2 separate regions of the Anas platyrhynchos genome follow, and region 2 is linked to region 1. Evidence: chromatin contacts called from public Hi-C data. All regions are on one chromosome and are shown on one strand. The core of a region is the stretch at or near the end of the contact, and the rest is flanking DNA. Distances in the headings are between cores, read along the strand shown.

Evidence for each region. Hi-C and Micro-C count contacts between places; a contact is called where the count stands out from the background.
Region 2: a Hi-C map of skeletal muscle shows a contact between it and region 1, with 2.4 times the contacts expected there. The contact joins two enhancer-like sites. A contact is called at or near these places in 2 of 8 Hi-C or Micro-C datasets (skeletal muscle and small yellow follicle).

Annotation. Positions count from the first base shown.
Region 1 is chr7:4,348,103-4,351,445 of IASCAAS_PekinDuck_T2T, forward strand. All of the region lies in intron 2 of ZEB2 (zinc finger E-box binding homeobox 2), which reads left to right. Among named protein-coding and RNA genes, the nearest start is that of ZEB2, 13 kb to the left of the region's middle. Within about 2 kb of position 1,504, at least 2 of the 8 cell types and tissues checked have an H3K27ac peak or open chromatin away from gene starts, as enhancers often do.
Region 2 is chr7:4,384,255-4,387,597 of IASCAAS_PekinDuck_T2T, forward strand. The region is part of intron 2 of ZEB2 (zinc finger E-box binding homeobox 2); the gene reads left to right. Among named protein-coding and RNA genes, the nearest start is that of ZEB2, 49 kb to the left of the region's middle. Within about 2 kb of position 1,562, at least 5 of the 8 cell types and tissues checked have an H3K27ac peak or open chromatin away from gene starts, as enhancers often do.

The sequences.
Region 1 (3,343 bases), core at 254-2,753:
GGGGAAAAGTAGGAGTCTGTTTGCAAAAGCAGGCTTTTGTTAAGTGAGGTGCTGGATAATGCTTTACCCGGCAGCTGTGATATTAACCTCCCCGGCGAGGCTGCAAAGCGCCTTAACTCCTTGCGCGCTGCGCGGCCGCAACCCGCGCAGGTACCGCGCAAGGGGAGCGCAGGCGGGAGGTGCCCGGGGGCAGCATCGCCTCCTGCCTCTGTTCTCCATCCTCCTGCCTCCAGCCTCCTGATTCTTGCCTCTATCCTGACTCCAGCCTCCTCACCGGCCCTTGTGCTGCCAGGGCAGGGGGGCACCGCCACCGTCGCCCCCCTCCCCAGCCCTCGGTTCCCCTCTGTTCCGAGCCCTCTGCCCCAAATCTCGGCCGGCCCCCAGCCTCCCCGTGCAGCTCGGAGGCTCTCCCACGCAGCCCGTGGGGTGCTTATTTTATTTTATTTTATTTTTTTCAGGAGAATAACTTTACAGGTGTTTCTCTTTTTAGCTCCAGCACAAGATTGCCTCGTTTCAGGATTTTTGTTGTCGAGGGTTCTTTTTTTTTTTTTTTTCCTTTTTTTCTTTTTTTTTCCCCCCTTAAAGTGGAGGTGTCGATGTTAGAGCAGCCACAAACGTGTGAGAAAGCAAAGGGTATGAGACGTGACAGAATTAAAGGTGTTTGCTATGCTGTTACCCGTGTGTCAAGCTGCAAGCTCCCTTTGTCGCAGCCTCCCGGAGGTTCGCTGGCGCGGATCCTCTCCCCTCCCAGGCGAGGCAGCAGCTCCCGGCCGGGGGGTCCGGGAGGTGCCCCCGCCGCTGTCGCCTGTCCCCCGCAGCCCCTCGGGGCTCCGACGGGGCGCTCAGCCCCGCACCGCCACCGGGCCAGCACCGCGGCGGCTGGCAGGGAGAGCCGCTTGGCAGGGACGTCATCTGCCAAATCATCCCATAATTACGTTTTATGTTATTTGTATGAATGACCAAGCATGCAGTATTCCTTTTGGAAATCAAAGGAAGGCTTAAAACGCGGGTTTGAATACTTTCAGACCATGGTCAGGTCACAGTTTGGGAGCTGAATTAAACTGATCTCATTTGTGATCTAATTGAGGTTGGCAACAACCTTAGCGGTAGCAATAACACACAAACACACAAATCAAAGAGCAGAATTCAGCAAATCAGATCTTTTGCTCCAATTCTGCCCGCCACTTATTCTCCGGCTGCCAGCGGAGAAGTTAAACTTTGTCCTGCTTCTCGGCGCCGCCGCAAAGCCTTGCATATTTTCGGGGCCGGGGCAGGACACCGGGGCTGCCGAGAGGAGCTGGGGGGGTTAGGATCAGGGGAGAGGACACGAGTGGGGTCCCCAGAGACCCCCCCGTCTCCAGGTGTGGGGGGGACACGCGTGGGAGAAGGGAGCGAGGGCCGGGGCGCTGCGGGCAGCAGCGAGGCTCCCTCCCTCTCTCCTCCCTCCTCCCTCCCTATCTGCGCATCCATCGCTGCGGATTCCAGGAATGCAATTACCAGAGTGGCTGCGAATTGTTGACAAATTTGCCTGGGACCGTCGGGGAGGGAGCTGCGCCGGGGCCGGGGCACGGGGGAGCCCCGACGGGGCGGGGGGGGGGGCGCTGCGCTGGGGACCGGCACCGGGCACGGTCTGAGGACCCCCGGTGGGGCGGGCAGGGGGATCCCAGAGACCCCCCCCCGCCTCCAGGAGCCCTTTGCCGGTTCCCCCCAGCCCCGCACAAACCCCGGGGGGCTCCGTGGCCGCCCCCACGGGGGCCGCCCCCTCCCCAGCGCGGCTCCGCTCGGCGCGGCCCCAAACTTGGCTCACGGGGGGGGGGATAATTTAAGGGGGGGGGGATAACGAGGAACGGCCCCTTACCGCCTCCCCCCCCCCAGTGAGGGCTTCGAGACGTGTCCTCAGCTCCCCCCCTCCTCCCGGCCGGTGTTTTCCTCGGCTAAAACCTGTTTACTCGCCTCTTTGTTTTTTGACGTGCAATGAGTTTCCATCTCCTGCGAATCTCTAAGAAATAGATAAAGCATTATATATCCCCCCCCTCCCCTCCCCGGCCCCCCCGCTCGTATTTTAAAGCAGCGATCCTGACAGCAGTACTATTATTGCACTTTATGTTTTAGTGGATGTTTGCTGTTGCTAGTTACAGCAACACTTATCATAAGACAGCAAGAAAAGAGTAGTCCCTGGTAATTAAAGTAATGAAATATTCATTTACTCTACCTTTTCAGTAGTCTCACAAATTAGGCTGCTACATTTAATGCCTGCACTGCCTCTGTTTTTATTATAATGGCAGCTTTCGCATCTGCAATTAGGACTAATTCTGACAGTTACAATTTCTGAGGGATGGTAAACAGTGAACGAGATGTGCAGCAGTGGTATTACACGTGAAAAGCCCTTGTCTCTTTAACCTTGTTGTTTTTTTTTCTCGCAGAGGTTACCTTTTCCCGATGGTGCAAAATCGACTTGACATAACTGTTCATCAGTTTCAGGGTTTTCCCTGGAGGTATTTGCATCAAATCAGCCCAGTCAAGCTTCAAGTTGAAATTGGCAGGCCAGAAACTGACAGGGTAGGGACTGGGAAAGAGACAGCTAAAGTGCAGGCAGCGAGCTGACAGCAGCGGCGGGCAGGCAGGGGGAGCGGGCTCAGCACCCGGGGCTGCCGTGCCCAGACCCCCCCAGACCCCTCCAGACCCCCCAAGACCACCCGACCCCCCCCGTGCATCCTTAGGGAGCGAGCATCCCAAGCCTGGCCCAACAAACAGGGTTGGGGATGGGGGGGAAAAATATAACCAAGGGCCAGGGAGGGGAAAGGTGTTTGGGAACAAAGAGGTGCTGGGCAGGGGTTTGCACCGCCAGCAAGCCAGGCTGCCCTCCTTGAGGGGGTGGTCGTGCCCTTTAGTTGGGAAGAGAAGTGACTGAGAGGGTCTTTCCTAGCCATGGGAGCGTATTTTGATACGCTCAAAATAAATAAATAATAATAATAATAATAAAAACAGAGGGACGATCAGCTGCAAAGATAATTACGCGAGAAGCAAAACAAATATTTCCTCAGATATGTTAGTTCATTTCCCCTCTGTTGGGGGGCGCTGAGCGGGATGGGGTAGGAATTAATTTTTAATAGGTTATTGGACAAATCGGGGCTGTTCCCCCCTCCGCCCCTGATGGAATTTCACTTCTTTGCAAATAATTCCAAATCTTGTTCAGTGCATGCAAGGGAGCTGCCTAGCGAGGACCAGGCAACGCTGTCAGACCCGTTCCCTCTTTAAAGGTGAAAAAGAGCAAAACTGCGTTACTTTCCCAGGGAAGAGAGCTGACTATATATATATATATTTATATTTCCCCCTAAATACA
Region 2 (3,343 bases), core at 312-2,811, 36 kb after region 1:
TTCTATACCTCTGAGCAATTAAGCAGCGTAGAGCCCGCGCCTAGCTGCAGTGGAAACCTGGCGCAGCTGCATATTGATGCTTAGCATTAATTCATTTAAAAACCTGGTCACTGATCCACAGGCTGCGGCAGCTGGACAAGATCACATATTGGTTGCAGTTACACGTTTCTCCCGCTCCATTATGTGATCTTTCAGGGGCTGGGTGCATTAATATGCAACTGTTCTGTTTTCTTTCAGCTGGCTGGTAAACTCTTTAACCAGTCGAACAGAGTTTGCAATTGTTGCGGCGCTGAGTGGGTGGATAGGAGCCGGGGCCGCAGCCTTGTCCAGTTGTAGATAGAATAAAATTGACAATGATGCAATGGAGCTGGCATCTGGACAACTCTGTGGGATGAATGGCACTGCTCTCGCGGTCCCTCCGGTGGTTGTATGCCTTGTAATAGCTAGCGTAGGAAGGGTGGTGAAAATTGATATGCACTATTACTACATGTATAAAACTTAACACTGGGGCCATAGCACAGGTGGGGGGTTCCTGTTTATTGATTTTTATTACTTTGTTAGAACATACGGCTAATGCCTTTATACTCCGGGAGCTCTGGGAGTGCTCACCTCAGGTAATAAACCTTTCTGTACTTTGCAGGAGTTCACGATTTACACGGGGGCTGGCGTTGTGCTATGCAAAGCCGTGCCTCGCTCTTCCCTCTCCCTCTTGTACCGAGCAGCTGAAAGGGAAAAGGAGACAACTTACTGCGGTTATTGAGAATTTTGAAAACTGCCCGTTCCTGCTATGGAAATGGTCCTTATTCTAATTACTCATATTTCCAAGAAAATTAGTCACACAAACTTATGTTATGTGTTGTCTCAGAGGTTGAAAGCAAATTAGGTTTCCAATAAGACAGTACATCAAACAAAGTAGCATGTTCTTGATGCAGATGACTTTTTTTTTAGAATTATGGTTGGACACTTTTGGCAGACAGATTGTCTTTTACTCTATCAAAATGACAGTTTCTTTTGTAACTGCTACATTCATAATTAGAAGGAGAGAAGCAATCTGCCCAATTTAATATACTAAAAGAAGTTTAGTGTCTTGTGCTAGTAATTTCATTATTTTAAAATATGAATTAATTGTCTTAAAATAATATTGTTAGAAGTATAACTAGTAGGATTATGGAGCTAATTCTCTTCTTTTTAGAGAAAATCAAAGCTCCTATTAATGCACTTCAGGCTAGATTGGGATTTAAGGTTTCTATCAGGTGTGCGATTCGGGGGAAGAGGCCGGGGGGTGAGCGAATCTTTAATGCAAAATTCCTCCGTACAAAACCCAGCTCTCGGAGGTTTACTGTAAGCTTGCAGAGCTTAACTCGGGGTAATGAATGAGCAGAACTCGATGGCTGAGCGGAGCGGGAACAGAAGAAAAGGCCTTTCACCCCGGGTTCATGCGCTTGCCTCGCGGAGCTGGGTGCCAAGCGGGCTGCCTTTTTGTGCGCGAGAGGAGTTTCACACACAGTCCCCGAGCTTGCTTTGTTCCCGGGGCTGATATAATGGTTATTTTATCGCCAAAAATTGTGCCGCTTTGCAAAATGCAAGGTCTCCAGTCCCGATCCTGTGGTCAGGATTCACGGGCGTAAGATGTAAGTCAGCAAAAAAACAGGCCTCAAAAAAAAAAAAAAAAAAAAAAAAGTTTACACGTTGTTCAGAAACAAAATTAACCTTGAAAGTTTAACTTTCTCCCGGGAAATGCAATCCTGACCCGGGCCGTACTTTGCACTGCATTAAAAGAGCAGATAACTTTTAATTTCTGTTAAAAACCCACGTGCCCCTCGTCAGCTCAAGGTAGGCCTGGGTAAGCCTGCACTGTCCCCCCGGTGGCCTTGAGACTTTCGTAGCCGCTGTGCAACGAGCTGAGAGTTTCGGGACAGCACCTGGCCCAGGAGGGAGCACACCCGTGGGGACAGATCTGGGTGCATCTAACTGGCACCCATTTGGGCCCATCCTCTAGGGGATGAGGCCATCCTGGCCTCTCGGTAGGGCCACACCACCGAGGGATTGGGGTGAGAAGGGCCGGGTGTCCCCAGCTGTGAGGAGATGATGGAGCACCCACGCAGCGCTGTGGCCGGGGCTCCCCTGTCAATACCGCATTTAGAAAAGGGAAAATACAGAAGGTTGAAAGAAAGGGAAAATACTCGTAGGCCTGAGGTCTGAGGCCTCATTCCACATCCCTTATTTTACCTCTTAACCACGGGCAATGCCTCTGAAACTTAAAAAAAAAAAAAAGAAGCGTAAAAAAAAAATGCATTTTTAACAGAGATGTTTTCTCTGCAAGGAGCTTCCTCCTCTTGGTGCTCTTCCCTTCTGCCTGGTATCAGCCAAGTCCCTGCCCTTTGCCATCAGCTCCATAGGAAAACAGCTGCAGAAAGACTTATCCTGACCGGAATAAAATCATTATGACACAGCAAACCCAAACATGACGTGTGGTTTCAACAGCCTCTTATGCCCAGCTCTGCGTTTCCTTTTGGCTGCGAGGATAAGGCTTCTCCACTCGCTGAGGACCAGCCTAATATGAACATTTCGGCTGACCGTGAGCCACAAGCAGATAGGGCGAATTTTGAGCCATTTTAAGCTCCCCACTTGTTCTGAGGCAGACTGCAGAGGTGGTGTTACTCCACATGGCAGCGAGCAGCTTCTCATGGGCACTGCCACACACAGAAACAAAAATCCATGCTAAAAGAGCAGCGGTTCCATCCCCTAACAGAGTGTTTCTGGTGCCACCAAGCCTTAATTTTGCCCTCTTTTGCATAGATTGAGTGAGACACCTGGTAGGAAAAAAAAAAAAAAAAAAAGAAAGAAAAGAAAAAGCTAGAGTATACAGGTTCAGGCTCAGAAGATGGGATTTCCTGAACTCAAGCACTTGACTTTGCCACCTCGAGGGCCAGCATCACGCAGCCGCAGTGCTGGCCCCATATCTGCTCAGCCCTGCATGAAGCTTCTGGTTTTGCCCCCGGCGCCCCAGTGGTGAGCAGGGCAGACCGCTTCTCCTTTCCCTTTCCAGGGGTCTTGCAGAAGAGGAAGAATTGTGGGGTGAAGATTCCAGGGCACGGCCAGGCCAGCTTCCCCTACTCCCCCTTGCACCTCCTGACACAGCCATGCAAATGCTGCTGCTGGGGCAAGCTGGGCTGTAGGATGCTTGTGTGCGGTTGTTAATTTGGCATGTGACTGCCGTTCTCCTGAGGAAGGCAAATGCACAGGCAGCGTGCATTTAGGGCCTCTATCTGGGAGAAGGCGTGCAGAAGGCATGTCTCCAGCCCCAGGACATCGTCCTGGCCGTGGTTTGAGGGCTCACACT